2 separate regions of the Sus scrofa genome follow, and region 1 is linked to region 2. A link is a contact called in public Hi-C data. All regions are on one chromosome and are shown on one strand. Each heading gives the region's core, a stretch centred on a gene start, on an enhancer-like site or on the middle of the called end of the contact. The rest is flanking DNA. Distances are from core to core; before and after follow the strand shown.

What was found. A called contact is a pair of places that touch in the nucleus more often than the background predicts.
Region 1: a contact with region 2 is called in a Hi-C map of embryonic fibroblasts, with 4 times the contacts expected there. The contact joins the enhancer-like site here to the promoter of MYPN in region 2. A contact is called at or near these places in 1 of 5 promoter capture datasets (fetal skeletal muscle), 10 of 47 Hi-C or Micro-C datasets (adipocytes, brain, embryonic fibroblasts and 3 more) and 1 of 2 datasets of contacts at active chromatin or transcription factors (skeletal muscle).

What each region holds. Positions count from the first base shown.
Region 1 is chr14:71,334,263-71,340,961 of Sscrofa11.1, reverse strand. MYPN (myopalladin) reads right to left here. Exons shown (of 19, transcript XM_021072494.1): 4 at 6,158-6,272; 5 at 5,001-5,072. Among named protein-coding and RNA genes, the nearest start is that of MYPN, 54 kb to the right of the region's middle. Within about 2 kb of position 2,476, at least 26 of the 83 cell types and tissues checked have an H3K27ac peak or open chromatin away from gene starts, as enhancers often do. A contact at or near this core is called in embryonic fibroblasts, fetal skeletal muscle and skeletal muscle, where this site is marked.
Region 2 is chr14:71,280,585-71,287,614 of Sscrofa11.1, reverse strand. It overlaps MYPN (myopalladin), which reads right to left and starts at 4,344. Exons shown (of 19, transcript XM_021072494.1): 1 at 4,262-4,344.

The DNA.
Region 1 (6,699 bases), core at 1,227-3,726, 55 kb before region 2:
CTCCCTGGGATTCATACATAATGAAATTTCATTCCTTTTGAGGCAAACAAATTAGAAAACCAAAGCAACCCCCCCCAAAAAAAAGTGGTAGCAGAGGGATTGAATAAATAAAATACAGGGATGCATATTAAAAAATGGATGTAAGCAGAATGAGGTCAATCTATACATTCTCTCTCTTTTTTTTTTTTTTTTTTTTTTTTTTTTTAGGGCCAAACCTGTGGCATGTGGAAGTTCCCAGGCTAGGGGTTGAATAGGAGCTTCAGCTGCTGACCTACACCACAGCCACAGCAACACCGGATCCTTAACCCACTGAGCTGAGCCAGGGACCAAACCCAAGTCCTTAAGTATACCAGTTGGGTTCACTTCTGCTGAGCCACAACAGGAACACTAATGTATATATTCTGACATGGCCTGTGGTTCAGATATGTGAACCAGTTCTCAATCTGCAGAGGTTATACCAAAGTCCTGCTTGCAAAGGGACTTCTTTGAGAGAGTATATTACTCACAGTTGAGACCAACATTAGTTGGTTGTAATTATTCACTTGTCTTTGAAGCCCAAGGCCTGTCTGTGTTCTGTTTGAGAGTTCAGCCAATATACCTGAGATACTATGCTTATAGAATATGCCTGCTAAGTGTCTGCAATGTGAGATGGAAGCTCATTCCAGCATGACACATCAATACTCAGTGAAGGAGTTGCCCCGAGTCATCTTAACGAGCCACTTAGAAGAGATTGTTGAAAGTCATAGTTTGAAGGATGATGGTTGTTTTGTCGAAAACTGTGCTTTTCTACCAAAGTCTCACGAGAAGAAATTGGCTCACACGACTGCACGTCAGGTCCAAACCAGTTACACCATCTGAACATGGTGTAGATAGGGCCATGTTCAACACACAGCAGCAGGTCTTAGGCTGTTACCAAGAGAACATTGTATACAGACTCGATCCTATTCTTCTTGACTTTCTTGAAGATGAATAAGGCATGAAACCATCCCTAACTAGCAAAGATTAAATTAGCCTTAATTAGGAATTATAGATCTGAACTCAAAGTCACTGTAACAAAAAAGTCTACACCCTCCTGAGGTAAATAGTATCCAATGATTAAATCTGTCGTGTGGTTCATCACCATGCTGATCATCTGGGAAGACCTTCTCTGTAGGGGGACACGGAACCTTGAGAAGAAGTTTTCCACAGGCATTTGATATTGGATTTCTTTCTCTATTCCTCCTAAAGACATGCTAAAATCACAAAGCGATGAAAGCAATAATTCCTTCTTAGCTGAAATGGAAGTTATTTACCACAGAATAAGTATTACTATGTGCCTGCTCTGTGCCAGATGTTATAAATGTGAGCTAAAAGGACACAGTTCCGCTTAGTGGATCTATATCTGGAAGTATAATGCAGGGACATCCTTGGGAAAAGGCATCTCCCCCATTGATTAAAAGAGGGCAGCTACAAGGTTCATATTGTCATTTTATTTTTTAAATCCAGTTGCTGTTTTTGCACCTTGTAAGATGCTGGAAGTGAAGGTGTATATGCTTTAGGCTGGATCAGAGCAGTTTTTTTTACTGATAAGTCTTTGAAGACCTTTTTTGCTCCTACATTGTTACAAGTGCCCAGGGTAGAGCTGTGTCAGAGAAGTCTCTGGAATTGTCAAGTTGGGGAGGGGGGCCCATGTAGTCTTCAGAAACTTAGATCTGACCACTGGCCCAGTTATTTCAGGGTTTCCTGTCTCTGCTATTATATAATGAAGTGCTGTTCTTCAAATTTTCACTTCCCCTGCCCCCTTGCACTCTTCAAATTACTGCTGAAGCAGTTGGAGCCAAGGCTGCTGCAGCCTTGAAAGCCTGCCAGAGCAGCTGCTGTTGGAGTGGGAGCAGTGATCAGAGTAAGATTCTAATTGATCATATACTTCCCTGCACACTCAAGAAGTGTGAGCACGCTCCCCCCCCCCAAAGAAACAGAATGAAAGTGTTTTTGATACTGTACAGAAGATGGAGGATAGTCTATCTCCATAAAATATTTTAGAACATAATTATCACTTACAGGTAGAGCAGTGAACTAGCATATGTGGCCCCAGGCTTCTCTCAAACTCTACCACTGTTTTGCTGTGCAACCATCCTTTTTAAAAGAGGGTAATACCAGTACTTCCCCATCATCAGAACAGGAGTTAAATAAAAGTCTGCTCTCTAATCATTGCTTTAAAAAAATGGCCTCTTGCCATGACTGGCAAAGAAATGCTTTGTTGGGCAGTATAGAAAGTGAGTCATAGGGACTGGAATGCCAGAAGTCCCTAAAGAAGTAAATAGAGCAGGAATAACCCGAACAGACATATGCCAGTGATCAGTTATCATGGCTCATGCCACGTGATTACCATCATCAGTGGCTCTGACTCAGAAATTTTCTAATGACACTGGCAGTGACTATGACCTCAATTCTGCCCTTACCCATGGAAACTAACGCAAGCACATCGTTGCTGATAAGTCCCTCTGGAATCTGAGCCACAGCCTATCCTAGGGCCTTACGTCTGAACAGCCCTGATCCCATTTATGGAGGCAAAAGCATACTTCCCGAGGGCTGAGAAAGCCTCACCAGAGTGTGAGTCTCTGTACTTGGTACTGTTTTCCCACCATGGATCAAATGTTTTTGGAGATTTATCTAACAAACAGCAGAGACTGATGACAAATTCATTTCCCCATTTTTATTTATCAAAGACATATATGTATCTGCAATTCAGAGCATCTAATGAGAGGGAGGTAAGCAATCACTATACAAAAGCAGCTAAACTTTGAGCTCCCGTCATGGCTCAGCAGTTAACAATCTGACTTGCATCCATGAGGATGCAGGTTCCATCCCTGGCCATGCTCAGTGGGTTAAGGATCCGGCTTTGCTGTGAGCTGTGATGCAGGTCACAGAAGTGGCTTGGATCCTGTGTGTCTGTGGTGTAGGCTGGTAGCTACAGCTCTGATTCAGCCCCAGCCTGGGAACCTCCATATGTTGTGGATGCGGCCCTAAAAAGCAAATGAAGAAACAAAACAAAAAAAGAAGCAGCTAAACTTGTTGCTAACCAGTCCATGAAAATTACATGTGAAGAATGAGTGTTAAAATCCTACTAGAATAATAAAAATGGCTTTGGACTTCTTGTAACGTTTATGGACTCCTATCTAGATATTAGAGATAGCTTTCAAGATGCTCGGGAGAGACAGAAACATAAACAGCTTTATTATTGTGTTAAATATTGTACCAGAGATAGGTACCAGGTGATACAGATGCAGCAAAGACAGAGCACCCAAAAGATCTGTAAGTGTGGAGGGAGATTAAGGGCACCTGTCTGGTGTCTGGCTGGGCAGATGGTGGTGGGGAGAAGAGAGGAGGAACTCCAGTTTGGGACTGGGTATAAATCATTCTGCAGTTTAATTGCCTTTGAAGAGTCACAAAAAGTGTGACAAATGGGCATAATAAATTAAAGTGTCGAGATTAATTGGCATTTAAAGCTTTGATTTAAGGCTAGTTGACTTAGCAGTGAACTAAGAAAGGTAGCACTATCAGCTATTTCGTGCGCGCTCTTGCTCTCTCTCTCTCTCTCTCACACACACACACACACACACACACACACACACGCATGCATGCATGCACGCACGCGCGCGGTCCACTTATAACTCTTCATCGAAGTCTGGTATTCACCAAGCCAGAACATGTTGCTTTCCTACCTCAAATCTTTGAAAGTAGCAAAATTTAAATTCAGAAAGCAGATTACAAGAAACAAACCTTAAAAACTGAGGGATCTTGTTTCTCATGAAAATACATGCCCACCTGATATGGTTATGGATAAACACGTCTCACGCTCAGACTCTGCTTGATTTTGGAAAGCCATCTTGGATGAGCTGATACGGTGGAATTTTCCTAAAATTGATGTTTTGGTGGAAGTTGTGAACTTAGTTCTTCCTTTAGGATTGGTACTCATTGCCGTTAGTACTTTTTGCCATTTTGCTCTAAAACCATGATTTCTTAGCCCTAGGACTAGTTGGCAATTTGGGCTGGATAATTCTTTGTTTGGGGAGGCTGGCATCTTATTATTACAGGATGTTTAACATTCTCTCTTGGTGCCATCCCCCAGTTGTGAAAATCAAAAATGTCTCCAGACATTGCCAAGTGTCCCTTGAAGGGCAAAATGAATCCTGAGTAAGAACCATTGCTCTAAACTAAAGTGTACTTCTGAGAGGATAAAATCTCCTAGGGCTTAATTTTGGTGTTCGTCAAAACAATAATTATAAATCCAGGCATAGACTCAATCCATGTGGTTTTCATAATACCAAAACAAACCCAATGCGACTCAGTTTTTCACCTTTGAATTTATTGTCTTGGGCAACATATAAACGAAGTCTATGTTGTATAAGGGAAAGAAGAGTAGAATTGAGAGAACGTATTTCTAGTCCTGCTTCTGCCACTAGCTAGTTCTGTGACATTGGATGTATTGTCTGAACCTCCCTTGGTTTTTTCATTTGTAAATGAAAGTGCCTGAGTAAAATTTCCAGTTCTGCATGCAAAGATTATGAGACTCAGAATTTGATGCCATTGCAATAGTTGATACCATGGATTAGAAAAAGAAAGCTCTTTGTCCTAGAGTGAGGCTTTATTTTAAGCTAAGACCATGTAATGCTATCTCCTTGAGCACCAAAGACATCCAGAGAAACCTTTGGAATAGTAAGTGCTGAGAAACATACCACCTGACTCCTAGGTGCAGCTCCTGTGTTATCAGCAATAGGAAGGCCATTGAGATCAATAGAATGAGTGGCGGTGACATTTCCCTTATTACACAAACTGTTATTAGAAATCTACAACTTGAAATGACATGGTAACAGTTGCCACAAAACCCCAAACCCTGTACTGTATTTATACAAGATCAAAATTCTGAGATAAAGTCATTGAATTTGGGATCCTACAACTTTGTTTGGGTATTGTGATGTGTTTAAAACCATGGCAGAAAGAAGTAATGTTTCGATTACCTTTGTAAACACAGGAGCTGCAATGATAGGTTTTCCGTCCAATCCTTGCAGATAGTTGGTAGGGCTCTGACACTGTTAGGAGGGAACCAACAATAGATTCATTGTCATTAGGATTATCAGACAGGGGGCTAGATAGAACACATCTACAGAATTTGGCATAAGAAACTAATCCAAAACCAAAGACTGACATTTTCTATCTATGAATCACAGATTTCAAATTTGATGCTGAACTGATTGTATTTCTTTCTGGGTCATGGTGGCTGTAAATATCCTTCACCCATCCCCACCCCCTCACATATAAAGCTATGTAATGAACACTAACCCCCTGAAGAGGTTCCATAGGACTTCTGAGGCTCCACATATCACGGGGAGAAAACTACTAGGTTAGAACTAAAATGCGACCATTCTGCATTACTAAATGGGCCAGATAAGAACTATGTTAATTTTTTTTAAATATGGTAGAGCTTTCTTTTTTATGTCAATATTTGTATTCAAATATATCACTAGCACATTACAAATATATTTATGTTAATAGAATTTCATATTTTGAAAGTATATGTGTGATATACATTTTTATGTATGCATAGAAAATACCTGCAACTATCTTCTAGGTACCTCTGAAGAGTGGGGGAAGAGGAGTAGAACCTTGACTAAGGTTTTTATTTAGTCTGCATTTTAAAAAATGTTTTTACAAGAAGCATGTACTCCTATCATTATCATCAACTTGAAGGATGGGAGCTTTTAATATTTTCTAAAAATTAGTTTCATAGTCACTCTATCTTAGAAAGTAGTAAATTTTTATAGCTCCATGAAACTGAGTTTAATGATGCAGTATGTCCTGGGCCAACGTGAGAGCTGGCTTTAGATATGCAATCAGTGCTCTTCCAAAAGCTGGAATGTCAGAGACTCATCTGTAGAGTTTCTTTTCCTATGAAATTTGCCTATGAATTTAGAGATTATGTTCCCAAAGCCAGGGGAACCACTGATATCATATATCAGAAGTGCAAAGTGATTGTCATGATGGTAGGAGTGTGCTGCCCAAGGTCATTATGAAGTTGCAACAGAGGAGAACACGATCGTGCCATACAAGCTGGTCATGGTTACAGTTCCTGCCTATCACAGTCCACGGCACTTGAGTTCCACTTAGACTCTTGTACCTGCTGAATGGTTGACACCGTGGGCTGGGCCCCCACATTCTGGGCTGGGGGTCCTGCTGAAGGAATGGCTGCAGAAGTAGTGGGAGGGGATGACACCTCATTTGGCTTCTGGATTCTGAGAAACGATGAAAATATAGATTAAAAAACAGACCTATTGTTGTTGTGAAAAGTCTTTCAGCTTTACAAAAATCTCCATTCAACAGTATTGCACAAGAGCTTCAGTATTTACTGAGAGCTTCTTTGCTACAGACTTTGTTAGGCAATGTGAACAGGAAGATGATAAGATGCCAGTTCTGTCCTTGCATTAGCTGCTTTCTGTGGAGCCAGGGACTCAAGCAAACTCACAACTGAGATTCAAGACAAGTGCTGTGACAGAGCATGTGCAGAAAACCTTTTGAGCTTTGTTGCTGCCCTCTGTATTTTCCCTCCATCTTCCATTTCAAGCAAGAGGCCAGGTTTTAGAAATCTCTGGGATTTGGGCATGGCAAAAAGCAGAACAGCTAAGTCAAGGAGCTCTTCAAAGTTACATAAATTAAATGAAG
Region 2 (7,030 bases), core at 3,095-5,594:
CCTGGTACAGTGGCTTAATGACCTGGCGTTGCTGCAGCTGTGGCATAGGTTGAAGCTCTGATTTGGATTCAGTCGCTGGCTTGGGAACTTCCATATGATATTCGAAACAATACATTTTTTTTTAATGTGGATAGATTTTTTTTTTAATGTTCGAAACAGTATTTATAATATGACCGTGTTTTATTTTAATTTTTAAGAATTATAGTTGACTTAAAATGTACTAATTTCTATTGTATAGAAAAGTGACTCAGTCATACACACACACTTTTTTTTTTTTTTTTTTTTTTTTGTCTTTTGTTGTTGCTATTTCTTGGGCCGCTCCTGCGGCATATGGAGGTTCCCAGGCTAGGGGTTGAATCGGAGCTGTAGCCACCGGCCTACGCCAGAGCCACAGCAACGCGGGATCCGAGCCGCGTCTGCAACCTACACCACAGCTCACGGCAACGCCGGATCCTTAACCCACTGAGCAAGGGCAGGGACCGAACCCGCAACCTCATGGTTCCTAGTCGGATTCGTTAACCACTGCGCCACGACGGGAACTCCACAAGTCTGTTCTTTATGTCTGTGAGCCTGTTTCTGTTTTGTAGATGGGTTCATTTGTGCCATATTTTAGATTCCAGCTGTAATTGATCTCATGTGGTATTTGTCCTTCTTTTTCTGGCTTACTTCTCTTGGTATGATAATCTCTAGTTGCATCCATGTTCCGTATTACTGTGAATGGCATTTTGTTCTTTTATGGCTGAGTAGTATTCCATTGTATATATGTACCACATCTTAATCCATTCATCTGTTGATAGCCGTTTAGGTTGTTTCCATGTCTTGGCTATTGTGACTCGTGCTGCAGTGAACACAAGGGTGTATGTATGTATCTTTCTGAATTACAGTTTTTTCTGGATATATGCCCAGGAGTGGGATTGCTGAATCATATATTAGTTCTATATTTAGTTTTCTGAGGTACCTCCATACTGTTTTCCATAGTGATTGTACCAATTTACGTTCCCATGTGTTTTATTTTTTTAAAGTCTGGAGCACAATTTTCCAAAATGTTAAATGGTTATAAGTAGGTAGAGGAACTATGGAAGGTTTTTCTCTCATAGTTTTTCTTAGCTGTACTTTTTAAAAAAACCTTCTAATAAGGGTGTATTATATTTATAAAGGGAAAAAATAGTAAAAGTTGTACCCAAGGCAAGAAAAAACACTTCAAGGACACCAATAAAAAAGAAGGAGCAAAATTTGGCAGTAGCCTAACTGATGGTATCTATCTATCTATCTGTCTACCTATCATGTACTTATCTATCTACCCACCAATCTATCTGTTAAATATATGTATGTATATAAATATAAATATGTGTATATCTATATCTGAAGAAATAATTAGAATGACAAGCAGGAAAAGGAAATCAGAGAAGGAATTAGCAGTGTTCACCCAAGAGAGCCCTATCTGCTCCTGATGATGGTGCTGGCAGCCCCAGGCCAACACTCCTAGATAACATACCAGTTACTTACCTTGCTCCAATCCATGCTCATGCAGCAACTTTCTGATTTCAATTGTTTTTTTAAAAAAATAGATTTTAAAGAAAAAAGAATAAGTTGATGGGGGATATGCATTTGGTTTGCTCTGAAGCCATCTTTCTCATTGTAAATTTAACAAACTGGAATGGTGGATGCTGCATTACTCTCTTGGGAGTTTGGTTAATGTAAATACCTTGCTAAGGACTGAATCATTATAAGAATTTTGAAAATCAAATTAGGTTTCTGAGCTTGGATAGCTGAGGACCAGACGATGGAACCTGGTAATTTCATCAAGGTAATTATAAGTTTCAAGATCTTATGACAGCCAACCAACTGGACTTCCCTAAAATGCAACTCTATAATTCAGTGTGTGACCTTTAGCATGAAATAATACAAGACACACGTGTCTTGGAGACATTGCCTTAAGATATTTCCACAATTCGAACAATGATCCAGCTATGATCCAGCCTATCATCTCAGCCTGGAGTTTTAGATAAGTTGAGGACCAGAGAAAGTAAGTCAGTTATCTGAGATTGTAGTTGATATGAGCTCAAACTTGAAATTATAATTGGTGCCTCCTATTCCAGCATATGAAACTGTTTTCCATAACTTTTATGAATTAATATCACATCTGTAAAATGCACACATTCATGACTATATCTTCCTTTCCTGCTTTAAAAGGCATTTATTGAGTAACTGGTATGTTCAAAGCACTCTGCTAGGTTAAGATTTTCTTCCAGGCTGCTCCATATGTTTTATAATATGAGTAAATGTTTAACCCTGAGAGTAGGGCAGAGGAAAATACAACTATTTACTTCGAACCTAGTACCTGTTCCAGAATGATCTAGATACAGTCCATCTTCATTTATTATTTACTAAAACCTTAGGATACGTACCATATAAGTTTTCTAATGATACCTACCCTAAATGTCAAATCATATCCAAGATTATCAGTAAATGAAAATCACCTTCACTAAAAAGCATTTGTTAATCATATAATTCTACATACCACTGAAATGCCATTATAAATGAATAATCTGAGTAATGGGTAATAAATACTCACCCGGAATGGAGACTAGAGTCAATGACAATTCCGCTTTAGGATGAATCAATAGTTAATACTCCCGACAAAAGTTCTTGTCTCTCTTTCTACACAATAAGCATCCATCTCTCCCACCAAAACCAAAAAATAAACAAAACGACAACTCACAAAAAGACCACATATTGGAGTTCCTGTTGTGGCTCAGTGGTAACGAACCCAACTAATATCCATGAGGATGCGGGTTTGACCCCTGGCCTCTCTCATTGGGGGTTAAGTATCCGGCATTGCCATGAACTATAGTGTAGGTTGCAGACACAGCTCAGATCCCGAATTACTGTGGCCGTGGTGTAGGCCTGCAGCTGCAGCTCTGATTCCACGCCTAGCCTGGGAACTTCCATATGCTGTGGGTGCTGCCCTAAAATAAAAGAAGAAAAAAAAAAGACCACATATTGTAGCATTCCATTTGTATGACCTGTCCAAAATAGGCAAACCTACAGAAGCAGGTATAGATTTGTGGTTGCCTAGGATTGTGGATGAGGGGAGTGCTGGAAGAAAAGAGGAGTGGCTGCCATTGGGTATGGGTTTTGGAGGGAAGGATGATAAAATGTTCTACAATTGATTGTGGCAGTGGTTGCAAAACTCTGTAGATATACTAAAACATAGAGTTGTACACTTTAAATAAGTGCGTTATATGATAGGTGAATTACATCTCAATACAGCTGTAATTTTTTTTGAAAGTTCTGAATTTCTACTGTCCAATTACACAGTCCCTTCAGATCAGCCCTATGAGACACCTTCTTGATAGCACAGGAGGGTTTTACCATTGAGTAATAACTTCAAAAAATATAGGTAACATAAAAATGAATTACAGCATAGAAAATAGGCACTTATAAAAACTATAGTGAGTGATAGATAAATACCCTGACTTGGAATAACTCACTTACGCCATCACTGATCTAGTTCTTTATGAAACAATAGCAGCGAAAATCCTGGCCTCCTCCAGGATCCTGTTGTCTGTCCTCCACCAGCTCAACGACTCTGTACTTCGTCCACAAACAAAGCACATTGTTGCCTACCAAGTCCTATTTGTGTATTGCTAATCTTACCTTTTTGGCTCTGCAGTATCTCACCCCTTTATATGTATAAAGAGTACTTGGAAGTACTCTTTCCTCTTCCACATGGTTTTACAAATTTTCTTTTTTCTTTTTTTTGCTTTTTAGGGCCACACCTGTGACATATGGAGGTTCCGAGGGCAAGGGTCCAATCAGAGCTACAGCTGCCGGCCTACGCTCCTGCCATAGCAACATCAGATCCCAGCCAAATCTGCGACCTGCGCCACAGCTCACAGCAATGCCGGATCCTTAACCCACTGAGCAAGGCCAGGGATCGAACCTGCAACCAGTTTCAGATTTGTTTCTGCTGCACCACAACAGGAACTCCTACAAATTTTCTTTACTCCAACCCTTGAGAAAAAATAGCACCTATACACCCCAGAGAGGCCCAGTTCAAATAAGGTGCAAAGGGATAGTTCAGATGAATACCTTGGGTGAGGATGGGTACAAGAGTCTTTTTATTGCTATCTTAGTCATTATACTCCTGGAAGCACCTCTTTATTAAGCAATATTAAATCTTTCCATTGTCTGGACATTCCCTTAAGAAATCTCTTGCTTTACCTCCTAAGGTGAGATCCAGGGGCGGGGGGCTTACCTAGCACACACTGCAGTGGATCTCCACAGGCAGAGGAGGGTTCCACCGGGGCTCCTGGCCCTTCACCTCACTTGTTGAGTGCAGGGAAAGCTGCCGTGGCTGTCCCTTCCTGGGCTTGCCCATCCTGCTAATTTTAGGCTGCTTCCTCATGTGGCTGCCTTGGGTATCAGAGCATGTGGCTCCCCTCGGAGGAGCTATTTTCTCCTGTGAGTCTCATTTGTTTGTTTACAACTCTTCTCCCTTCTTCTTCCCATCCCCACTTCTGTGTGGTTAAGCTATTTCTTAGCAATAAGTAACATATCTTTCAGAATAACACTTCCTCTAATCTGAATTGATGCCTAAATTCAAGGGACTAAGGAAAACATTTTATATTCAATTTTAGTTGTACTTTCCAGATGTCAGATTTCCAAGTTAGGTTTATCTAACAAATATTCACTAGGTTTCTACTGTAGTAAGGTGTTAGATCATAGGGATACAGTGATGAACAAAGCACATGTATCTTTCACTGATGTAATTTTTATAACAGACCATCAACTTCTGTGTTCTGTGCTCTTTGTTAAGACATAGGAATAAATAAAAGTCAATAAAGCAGAGACCCTGTCTTCAAGTACCTCACAAGATATGTCAATATACATAGAGATTCAAAGAGGCAGGGATTATAAATTCCTGAGGCTTAGTTTTTATATAATGAATGGATTCACTCATTCAGTTAATCAGTAAAAATGGACTAGTGATTATTCTATGAACATGGTACTCTGCTAGGCATCAGAAGGAACAAAGAAAATACAAATCCTTCCCTTAGAAAGATTGTTTCCCAAGCAAGGAACAATTGCTCAAATGACAAATATTAATGTATGCTTATTTTATATATGTTTACAGTCTTTTTCCACTGAGAGCTTCTTAATTGTCTTTTTCCCTTAGAGACATTGTTTTGAACAACAATAAATAACATTTTCTATTTCTCATACATTATTATTCAAAGATAAAAATTTTGCCAACTGGAGCTACTGACTAATGTGAAACAATTTGTATTTTTTCATTCTTGGAGATACAAGGGTGAAAAGATCCAAGTTCCTGATCTTGAGCTAACAGTCTAGTGAGGGAGAAGACAAGCAATTGATTATATTGTAATAAGGCAATCTCTATAGCAGAGGATGGCAGCAGAGAGGAGGGTGGCTCCCAACATCAGAGACAGCAAGTCTTCATAAAGAAAGTATGTCCTGAGCTGAGTCTTGAAAAATTAGAACTTCACAAGACTGAGGGAACAACATGTAAATGTAGGAAAGGTGTGAGAGAGCAATTTCCTAGCTCATAAAATAAAGATGGGTGTGATTTGGAGAAGGTGGCAGGGAGAGGAGGATAAAGACTTGACTATGTAGGGTGCTGGATGCCTGATAATAACCTCAGATAAGATTTTAAGATGATCTGATCAAATCTGCATTATAAAAAGATTACCCCAGTGGTTGTGTGGATGAACCAAAGAGCCAAGACACAGGCTGTGGCAGATGTTCAGGCTGGGTTGATGATAGTTGGAACTGAGACCGTGGTAGGAGGACTGAAGGTTTAAGTAATTATAGCCACAGAGCAAAGAAATTATGTCTTTATATGTGTTATAGACATAATCAAACAAGTTGCTTATTATCTTAAAGGTTATAAATAAACATGTGCGGTAAACAAAATGCATATGCCAAGTAACATCTCAAGGCTCTCCTTTATATATTCCCCTGAGCTGTTCTCTAGAAGCCAGAGAGGTTTAACAGAACAGAAAAGCTGTTCTCTGGAGCCAGAGAGGTTGAAGAACCCAGAGAAGCTGCTCTAGGCAATCAAAGCATAGATGTTGAGTATCAGTATAAGAAGACACACCTGAATATTGTCAACTTAATTAGATTTTTCAAGGTGATGGAGTTGTCAATGTATGTGGTAATCATTTCATAACAGATATGTGTTATCAAATCATGACAGTTTTATATCTTAAACTTACACGATTTATATATGTCAATTACATCTCGATGCTGGAAAACAAGATTTTTATTCTACTTGAACAGAATAAGACTGAGAATATCCATTATTATATGTATGGATAATTGGCCCTGTAAGTTCATAGTCTGGGCATGTCTTCCACATGAACATAACTAAGCTCCCCAACACTTGGAAAAAGGTCCTTAGCACCTTGTTGAGTGAAAATAGTTTACAAAGCTCCAAGATCCATTGGGTAAACTTACATTGATTTCTATGTCTGTACAACATACTTGGAGTATGGAAAACTATCAGAATGATGGTAAATAATTGTTACCAGTTTATATCTCCTGGGATGGTAATTCTGTTATTTTCTTCTTAATATTTTACTGAAATGCTTAAGTTAATTATTAACAATAATCATTAATATTTTAAAACAAAATATATTTTATTTTTTCAATGAGAATTTCCCATACTAAAAAAATTTAAATTTAAACAGAAGAGTTTTTTTATTACTCAATGAATTTATTACATTTAGAGTTGTGCAATGATCATCACAATCCAATTTTATAAGATTTCCATCCCACAACCCCAGCGCATTCCCCCCACCCCCTGAACTGTCTCTTTTGGAAACCATAAGTTTTTCAAAGTCTGTGAGTCAGTATCTGATCTGCAAAGTAGTTCATTCTGTCTTTTTTTCAGATTCCACGTCAGCGAAAGCATTTGATGTTAGTGTCTCATTGTCTGACTGACTTCACTTAGCATGATAATTTCTAGGTCCATCCATGTTGCTAAAATTGCCATTATTTCGTT